2 separate regions of the Gossypium arboreum genome follow, and region 2 is linked to region 1. Evidence: chromatin contacts called from public Hi-C data. All regions are on one chromosome and are shown on one strand. The core of a region is the stretch at or near the end of the contact, and the rest is flanking DNA. Distances in the headings are between cores, read along the strand shown.

Region 1 (5,417 bases), core at 1,386-3,885:
AAATTTCCAAGAAAAATAATGCATGGAGATTGTTGTATTTGTGTTGGATCTTTCCTATATTTCCTGTTCCTTGGAATGGAGACTGTTGTTTTGAGCCCGTGCAACAGAGGCAATGGTTAATCTTTCATCACTAGACCTGGATGTGACAGCAATATTTGCGACTTCAATTTTCAAATTCTGAGAATTTTATTTTAGTTCAGCTGGAGCATTATTGTTTGAATCGAATTAAACTGATTGGATCAGAAATTGATTGGGATACTAATTTGGAGAGAGAGATTAAACTGATTAATTTGTAAACCGGTATGAATCGATTGAATCAGCTGTAGAATTAGTTCTTTTAAAAAAAATTTCTTTTATGAATTTTTAATAATATTTTATTTAATTGAATTGATTGAACGGTAACCTATCCTGTTTTTACTATGAGCACATATCCTTGTGTGACATGGATGTCCTCCTTAGAAGCAAGCGTGGTAAAAAAGAAAAACAGATCATATTTCTATGAGTTCATGATGATTATTCATTTTTTATATTGATTGCTTATTTATAAGATGAGTGGAAGATTAAGGAAAAAAAGAGAGCTTATTTTAAGTTACTTTCCTCAGTTTTAAATAAAATTTTCAGAATTGAATCGGTGGTTGAATCGGTCAAGTAATTGGTTTGAGCAGTTTGATTAGTTTATGTAATTTAATTACATTAATTATTAAAAAAATTATAAAAATTAATTAAATATTGATATGTCATCCACGTGTATGTCGCTATGTCAACAAAATTAATGAAGCTAAATTTTTCATTCATTTTGGATGATTTGACAAAAATGTAAATTTAAAAGTTAAAAGATAAAAAATTTAAATGAAATTCTAAAATGATCTTTTTATATAAAGTTAAGAGGGCCAAAAATAATAATAATTATGCCTAAATTATATTATATCATGCGATAAACAAAGAGATGTAAAATTTTATTTTGGATCAAATAAAAGAATTTTATTTATTAAATTTTGAAAGTTATAATCTTTGAAATTTTTATAAATAAATTTTTTAATTTTATTTGATTGAGTTTGGATCTATTTTTTAAAATTTTATTATTGGCTTCAAGTGTTATTTGTAAAGAAATTAAATTTAATGGTCGTTAAAATTATAATACCTTATTTTAGGGTTTTAAGTAAACCTAATCCCGATTTATAGGCGGTTATAATCTTAAAACTGATTTGGAGAATTAACTTTTATACATTAATCCTAAATTTTAATAAACTCATCATCAATTAAAATTAATTAGTAGACTACCAGATTTAAATATTCTTTATTTTTAAAGTTGTATAACAGAAAACGATGGACCTTACGGAACGCGATGGCAATGATGAAGGCAAACCAGCGAGTAGATCAACAAAGAAAGTTAGAATACGAGAAATCGAGGAAAATCAGGATGTCGCAATGGAAGCTACACAAGAAATTGGAAAATCTCTTTCTTGGAAAGACCGACTGATGGGCAGAGGGCTTTACTCGAATGAGAAAACAACAATCGCAATAGGTTTGGACGAAGATGAGGACTTTGAGTTATTGGAAGAAGACGTGGAACGTTCAACAATCGATGGCATTGCTTCGATTAAATTTTCTGATCGAATCAACCAAATCCTCATTAAACACATGGAATTCACATTAGTAATTAAACTATTGGGGAGAAATATAGGTTATAATGCACTGCAAAACAAAGGTGAATTCGCTTTGGAAACCCTCTCAACCATTCCGGCTAATGGACGTGGAAAACGGGTATTTTCTAGCAAAATTCAAAAACTCAGAAGATTTTGAGAAGGCGTTGTGCCAAGGGCCTCGGGTTATTTTTGGTCAGTACTTAACAGTATAACCATGGACTATAGACTTCAACCCCATTCAACCGTACCCAAGCACAGTCATAGTTTGGATCTGACTTCCTAGATTACCTGGCCATATGTATAAATGGCAAGTTCTACGAGAAATCGGGGCGACGATCGGAAAAGTCGTAAAGCTTGATTTCAACACCGATAACGGTGTAAGAGGAAGATTTGCGAGGATGGCGGTTTTCGTTAATCTAGACAAACCCTTGATTTCTCATGTTATGATCAATGGTTTTACTCAACGAATCGAGTATGAACAACTCCTAATGGTGTGTTTCCAGTGTGGGCACTATGGACACACAAAAGAAATATGGCCCAAATGAGAGAAGGGATTAGAAGGATTTGGAGAAGGCAGTCCAGGAGATAAACCGAAACAGAGTCTCACCATGAGGGAAAATAAAGACGAGAACTCCAGTCGCGGTGGCTACGGCCGTGGATGCTTGTTGAAAAAAAGGCAAGAAAAACTGGCAAAGTAGGACGGAAGGTTGACGGAGGAAGGACAGTCGGGGCAGAAAGGAACTCAAGATTCCAGGTGTTGGAAACCCTAGATGACGATGGGTCTTCCAAAGCCCATGAAGAGGAAATAGAAAGTGGTACTTTACATATCCAACCAGGCCCTATCGTGTTGGGTCCAGGAAGAAAGGATGGCCCTATGCACAAGGACCAAATCTCGCACCACACTGACGGGTCAAAATTAAGAACCCAAGCTACAGACTCCTCTTAGACCAACAAAAATCCAGGCCAGAAAGGGGATATAATAAACCTACAAGGGCATTTAATTTCTAACAAAAGAGAGACCATTAATGCGGTTTCACGTAACCCAGTCCGGCAGCAAGCACTGAGTTTAGCAACAGTAACAGATGGGGTTAAACAAGATAAAGCTGCAATCGAAAATAAAATCAATTTATTTTCTGAATAAATTGCTGCAGGCTTTCAGGAGCTCCAGGTCAACAGCATCCAATCAAGTCCAATGGAAGCAACATCTAGGGCATCAAACATAGGAAGATCAGTCTCAAATTCCAGGAATGATTACAGAAAGGAATCGGACTCCTTAAGCAAAACAGAAATTCTGGAAAAATTAACTCAGGATCTTCCATCCATCCCTAATCCATCTTCAATAATTGAGTCTCCAAGCCACGACAACCATTCCAACTTAATAAATCCTGGAAAAAATATCGGAGAAACTATCAAAGATTGCCCTGCCCAATCAAGCCTGCAAACGATGCAAGAATCTATAAAGATTTCAACATCAGGCTTTCTTGATGCTGCTAAGCATTCAGCAGTTCTCTTTAAAGATGATAGTCAATCTACAACCAAAGGGCACACTCAGAAGAATCGAGCCAAAACAGGATTCCACCATGCAGAATTAACAGCAACTCGTGGCGTCCTAAAAGCAAGAAATTCTCGGAAAGTAAAAAACCTCAAAGTCAACAAAGAAAAAGGTAACCCCTTTAAGGTTTCTGCTTTAAAAAACTCACTATCTGATTCTATCATTAGTATGGTTGAATTACTGCAAACCCAAGTCCAACAAGGACTCGTAAATGAAATCCCTAGAGGATTTGGGAAAACAGGAGACAATATAGAGACAAAGTAGTAGTTTTAAATTATTTCTTTTCTTTAATACCAATGAACTCTAGCATCTCAATTTTTTCTTGGAACTGCGAAGGATGTGCGAATGAAAAATTCCTTCGTACTTTTAGAGAGTATAATAGAGAGCATAAGCCAGACATTGTTAGCTTTTTAGAACCAAGAGTTAGTGGGCGCAAAGCTGACGAAGTAATTGCAAAATTAGGACCGCAGTATTCACACTGAGTTGAAGTAAGAGGATTCTCAAGGGGAATATGGATTGGTCGGAAACCCTCCGTCAACCTTGAAATCCTCCAAAACCACCCCCAATTCATTCTTACCCAAATATCCTACGGTTTCCCTACCCATACAGTCGTCATTGCCTTTGTTTACGGAAGTTCAAATAAAACGAAAATGACTCTCTTGTGGGAAGCCTTAAAGGAGACTATCCCTACAACTAATATTCCTTGGTTAGCGATTGGCGACTTCAAGTCTATTCTGTCCAAAAATGAGAAGAAATGAGGAACTTCTGATGGGAAACGGTGTCCTTTATTTGGAAAATTTGTTGAGACTAACGATTTACATGATCTAAGATTTCGAGGACCTTCTTTCACATGGCAAAGAGGAGGAGTACTTGAGAGACTTGATCGCGCAATAGGAAACAGAGCGTGGATCCGCACATTCCCAAAGTGCTTAGTCACACATTTAATGAGAATAAAATCTGATCATCGACCTTTACTAGTAGATTTATGCCCAGATTTTAGCTCACTAAAAGGACAACCTTTTCGATTTCTAGCAGGCTGGGTTCACAACTAAGATTTCTCCAGTACAATCTCTAATCTATGGGATTATAATGGGGACATGACTTTCACTTTAGAAAAGCTTACTATAGGCCTAAAAAAGTGGAACAAAGACTCTTATGGGCACATTGGAACCCGAAAATGAGAGATAACGCAAAAGTTAAATAAGATACAGTATGCATTTGAGAAGTCAAACTCAACCTTCCTAGCACAAAAAGAAATAGAGTTAAGAGAAGAACTGGAAGAAATTCTCAACCATGAGGAGCTACTCTGGAAGCAAAAATCAAGATGCGACTGGCTCAAATTGGGAGATAGAAATACAAAATTCTTCCATGGACGAACCCTACATAGACGAAAGATTAACTGCATTAATGCTTTACGTAATGCAAATGGGGATTGGCTTTATGAGCCAAGTGAGGTTCAAATTGAAGCAATACGTTTCTTCCAAAAGCTTTATGAAGAAAACTCAAGTAGGAGCAGTGTTTTACCACCCAACCATTTTCTCTAATTGGCTCAAGCAGACATAGATTTTCTAGGAAAAGATGTGTCACATGAAGAAATCAAAACGACACTCTTCGACATGGCTCTTTTAAAAGCTCCAGGGAGCGATAGGTTCCACGCTCTCTTTTTCCAAAAACAGTGGGACAATATTGGAAGTGCAGTCTGTGAATGGGTCAAAGGGGTCTTCAAAGGAAAACCCATAGAGCCTAAACTAAACAATACACTTATAGTGCTCATCCCAAAACTCGCCTATCCCGAGGAGATTTCCCAGTTTAGACTCATCACTCTGCTCAGTTCTCTATAAATTAGTTATGAAAGTTATTGCCAATAGATTCAAAAAAGTCTTTCCAAAGATCATATCACAAGAACATGCAGGTTTCATTGCAGGAAGAACAATCTCTAACAACATCATCATTGCCCAGGAAGTTGTTCATTCCATGCGAGGAAAAAGTAGAAAATGGATGATTGTCAAAATAGATCTGGAGAAAGCATATGATAGGATTCGATGGGACTTCATTGATAAGTCCATTCAGGCTGCAGGCATTCCAGACTTCCTACGAAAAGTTATTATGTCAGCCATTTCGACATCTACCATGCAGATCCTATAGAATGGGGTCCCTATTGAAAAATTTCAACCAGCAAGAGGAATTAGGCAAGGATGTCATTTATCACCGTACCTCTT
Region 2 (5,417 bases), core at 767-3,266, 250 kb after region 1:
AAGTAAATTTTTAAGGGACTAAAATAATAAATTTTCATTTTAGGAGAGCCAACACCCTGTCTATCCCTTAGCATCAACGTATGATTGATTGCAAGTCATGTTATCATATAAATTTTGAATATCATATCATCTTATAAAATATAATTAATATATGTATAAAAAGTTTATATTTGATGCATTATCTCTATATAAATTCATAATGTGTAAATAAACTATATTAAAACACATCAATCATAAATTAATAAATTATTTTAGAAATAATAGAAAATAAATATAGTTTTTTATTTCTTTTAATTAGTGACATCTTATTATTTGCAGACAGAGAATATATAAATTTACACGACTTCTAATATAAATCAATATATGAAATTTTACATTTTAAAAGTAAAACTATCAAACATGATAAAATATGATTTCTTTTATTATTATAAAATAAAATTTATGTATATTTTTTTTAACTATTTTCTAAAATATTATTTATTTTTGAAATTTTATAAAATTTACTCTTTAATTATTTTCCTTTCAATTTTAAAAATATATTTCAAACTAAATTTAAATATTTTCTTATCTAAAATTACAAATTCAATTATTATAATATTCGTATAACTACAATCAACATAGATTAATACAACAAACAAACACAATTATAATTATAACTAAAAATTACACTAACTTAAAAGCTTGAATCTCAAAACTCCTGAGATGTGATACCACTAATTATACATTTATAAAATTTATAAGATGTGATACCACATGTGAAACTTTAATAACATGAACATGTTTATTATATGATTTGATGAAAGTCATCTTAACTACATTAATTAAATAATTGTTAATTCCAGTATCATACAAAATCATAATTTAATATTCAATATATATTTAATTACCCTTCACAAGTTTTACATTTAATAGATCAGTTCTGCATGTGTCTTACACATATGTATTATGATAATTATGGTATTAGATATTAATGGATGAAAAAGTAATAGAGTGGATTTTAACCTAAATAAATATACTAAATTACACGTTTTAAAAATAAAAATACATAATAATAAATTTAACCTTTAATGCTTACTTCTTTTGTCATTTTGACCATTGACCTTCAAATTTTAGTCCAATTACATTTTCTTAAATGTAAAAGTTGTTTGGACTATGAAAATTTTAACGGCACTGACATTATTGATTGGTAATTCATATAATTTATAAATTTTCAAAAAATTAAGAAAAATGATTAAAGAATTCAATTTTTTTAAAGTTCATAAAAATTCAAACAAATTATTTATGTTAGCAATAAAGTACATGTAGACTATCACTTGCAATTTGCTTCGTTAGTGTCATTAAAATTTTGATAGTTTAATAAAATTTTAACAGTACAAAATTTAGAAAATTAAGAACTAAAATGATAAAACAATAATTAAAACTAAAGTGACAAAAAAAATTAAGACCAAAGTAAGAAAATAAATAAACTTTAGTAGCTAAATTAATCATTTTTTCAATTAAAGATAATACCTAATGTTTCTCATAAAGTACCATTATCTATAATAAACAAATTCCTTCTCTCCTCTTTAACTTTATCAGATCAAAAAGGCACAAAAAGGAATTTGCAAAAATATATTAGGACATCAACAACTTATACAAAGCACTTCATTTCATCACCATGACCACCACCACCATCATCTTCATTATTAACAATAGTTTTATATCCTTATTTATTTCCACAGTTTATACTTTTAAATCCATCAACTCTTGATATTTTAGGCCTTTATTTTAACAAATCAGAAACCCTATATATAGTTGCACTATCTTCATGAAAACACTCCAACTCTACAAGAGATTATCATAATAAAAAAAAAAAAAATAGAAGAGAAGCTAGCTAGGTGTGGCTCCAAGAACCCAAGAACATCATGGTTCTTATGGGTTCATCAGCATAGTGGCTCCTATTTTGTCTCTCTATTTCTTTGGAAATAAGAACCCTATGCCCTCTTTGAACCCCTTTCTTAGCCATGGCATCCATGGCCGCCTCGCATGCTTGCTTCACCCTTTCCCTGATCATCATCCTCCCCTTTGATTCAGCCATCACTGAATTATTATTACTATTATTATCACCGGAGAGGCTTTGAGGCTTCATAATGTAATTAATGCCTTTAGGCTAAGATATTAGAAGTATAGACTGAACAAATGTGGGTTTATATAGAAAAAAAGAAAGGCAAAAAGATGCCATGGGTTGTGAGTGGTAGGACCATTTTGTCTTTCAACAAAGATAGGATTAGATTCCAACACGCTTCTGTTTCTAATGACAACTGGGTTCAATTTTAATGTATGGTTTGCTTTATTGAATGGCATTTGGTTATTGGTTGTAATCACAGAAATAAAGATCTAATTAAAATTTTTAATAATTAATGAATTTTTTAATATTTTAAAAACTTTTGTGGGGCTTAATTAAAAGTTTTAAAAGTTTTAGAGTTAAAGTATAATTGTAGAAGAAATTAAAGGACTTAATTATAATTTTTTAGGACGCCTCTTACGTTGGTCCTTTACCATGCTAAAACTAGGGTTTTAGTCTCTCTACTTCAATTTGGTATAATTTAATCCCTCTTCTTTTATAGTTAGTCCAAATAGTTAATTATTCTCATTAAAATATCAACGAACAAAAAATCATGTTCACTTTTATTTTTTTGAGAATTAGTTGGACTCATTTATTAATTTGAAAAGCATATAGAAAAACATTAAAAAAACTGACACAAACATGTAGCTCTTAGGGAAGCCAAACAGTCCAGCCTAAAAAGATGGGTTTTCTCCCCCCATTTTACAAAAGACATTTCAGAACTAAAAACCCATTCAGAAAACCTATCCTCTCTTCCAACAAGAAACCCAAAAATTAGAGACAATCAAAATCAAGATTTCACAATTTTCATCACAGCTCTTTCAGCATCTCGGTTTCTTGACTTGGCTCTCCTCATCGTCTTTTATCATGCTCCGCTTCTGTTACTACAAAATCAGGGACCCTTCCTTCCGGATAAGTGTTTTCTCCTCTTCTCATCCCTTCTGTAGTAATGATATGTGCTAAGGTATTTGCTTTCTTCAATTCATGTTCAAAATAATATTTGTCAAACTTCTTACTCATCTTCTTCGAGTCCGTAATGTAGGCACTTGTAATAGATCTGTCATCTTGATCTATTTGCAATTTCCTAATAATCAAATCAGAAAGATGAAAGCTTTTCACTATAAATCAGAAAGAGGTAAGGACTAATTGGGTCCCTCAGTTGAAGATCTCCTTCTGGCTTGAATAATGAACCATTTTCCCCATTTATAGAAATTGAATAAGACATAATGGTAACACATTACATAATAAAATCCACCCATGATGATTTAAAGCCTATTCTTAATATCATATCTCGTAAGAAAGACCACTCAACTCTATCATAAGCTTTACTCATGTTTAGTTTGAGTGTAATATATCTTTTCATTCTCATTCTTCATTGTTTAAAGGAATAGAAAATTCCATAAGCCAACAAAACATTATCTATAATTAGTCTTCCTGGGATAAAAGTGCTTTAAGATTTATCTATACAAACATCTAACACCTTTTGGAGCTATTTGCATCTGTCTTTGAAATTATTTTGTAAATTATAGTACATAAGCTGATGGGTCTAAAATGTAACAGATTATCAGGATGTTTAGTTTTTAGGATAAGCACAATCTGTGTAGAATTAACAAATGCAGGAAAGGTACATTTATTAAGAACAACCTGAAAAATTGGCTAACATCAGAACCCACAATTTGCCAATATCTTTAGAAAAATAGGGCAGGTAAACCATCTACTCTCGATGCTTCTGTTGGGTCCATATACTTCAAAGCCATAGAAATCTCCTCTAAACTATATTCTACCGTGAGGATTTGATTCATGTTATCTAAAATGCTTTGTTTAACTCCCACCAAAATACATTCAAGATTACCCATACCTTTGGGGGTAAATAATCTTTGAAAGTATTCTTTTGCAATCTTGTCCAAATCCTCCTTAGTAATAACAACCTGATCATCTAATCCTTTCAGACCCCAAATCTGATTTGTTCTTCGTCGTTAAGAAGCAAATCTATGAAAAAAAGTTGTATTTAATCACCAAGCTTTAACCAATTAGCACGAGCCCTTTACTCTCAATAAATTTCCTCTTTATCAATCTCTATTTTCAAAAACAGTTTTGTATCGATCATCTCCCCAATTGTATCATCATCTCGCTATTCCCCATTCAACTATTTCAATCGCTCATGAAGCCTCCTTGAAACTCCCTTTGCTTTTTGCCTTAACCTATTTGCCCATTTTTGCAAACCTTTTCTAATTTTATTGAGATGATCTGCTATATGTCCATCGTTGCCTTCCCAAAATTACCTACTTTCTTCTTTACATGATTCCACCTTAGTAAACCACGCTTCAAACTTGAAACCACGCTTCGTCTATCTCTTTTCATCTTGATTGGTGTGTATGAGTAGTAGGTAGTGATTAGAGAACGAATGTGGTAGATGTTTGACTAAAAAATCGAGAAAAGCCAAGAACCATGTCGAGTTCGTAACTCTCCTATCTAATCTTTCTTGAATATTAATCTCTGACCAATTCCCTCTTTCCCAAGAAAACCAAGGCCCCGTATATCCAAAGTTCTCTAATTGGCATTCGATTAAAGTTTCACAGAAAATCCTCATACGTTCTTCTTCCCATAGCAATCCTCATTTTTTTTTCAAAAGAATACAATATCTCATTGAAGTCTCTGCAAACTATCCATGGTAGACCCTGATCTCGTCCAAGTTCTTTCAAGAGATTCCAAGAATCTTTTTTAAATCTCACATTTGGTGAACCATAGAACCCCATAAATTGCCAATTCATATTTTTGTCATTTGTCTACACTTCAACATTAATATGAATTATTGGATAATTCCTAAGAATTATGGTATTGTTCGTATTTCATCCCAAATAAAGACCACCCATTTTACCATCAACCGTTACATCAATCCTATTTAAAAAACCACATTTCCTATGAATTTTCTCCATTTGTCTTGAATTAACCTTTGTCTCCATGAAGAAGATAATTTGGGGACGATAAATCTTCAGTATATGCTGAAGTCTTCTTATTGGCCATAAGCTCCCCAATCCACGGACATTCCAACATATGAGCTTTATTGCTTTTGGTCTACCAGTCTGCCAACGGCCGTTGATATCCTTTGTTAAGCAGTTGACGTGTGCTCATCACCATGTACCATTGAATCAGAAAGATCAAAAACATTTGACGTATGGATCAAGACACGTTGTCTCTTTTTTCTTTCAATATCCACTAGTGGATTTTCCTCAATATCATGTTCCATCATAATTGACTTGGCCCCACTTGGTATTCCCCTTTTTTGTCATCAATTAAAATTGATTCTGTAACA

The links. A called contact is a pair of places that touch in the nucleus more often than the background predicts.
Region 2: a contact with region 1 is called in a Hi-C map of leaf, with 2.7 times the contacts expected there. The contact joins the enhancer-like site here to the promoter of LOC108458175 in region 1.

Annotation. Positions count from the first base shown.
Region 1 is chr8:124,811,179-124,816,595 of ASM2569848v2, forward strand. LOC108458175 (phytochrome A-associated F-box protein) reads left to right here and starts at 2,636. Exons shown (of 3, transcript XM_053031537.1): 1 at 2,636-3,310. It overlaps LOC108458383 (NADH dehydrogenase [ubiquinone] iron-sulfur protein 5-B), which reads left to right. Exons shown (of 2, transcript XM_017757752.2): 2 at 1-199.
Region 2 is chr8:125,064,500-125,069,916 of ASM2569848v2, forward strand. No RefSeq gene overlaps it. Among protein-coding and RNA genes, the nearest start is that of LOC108460634, 13 kb to the left of the region's middle. Within about 2 kb of position 2,017, at least 2 of the 2 cell types and tissues checked have an H3K27ac peak or open chromatin away from gene starts, as enhancers often do. A contact at or near this core is called in leaf, where this site is marked.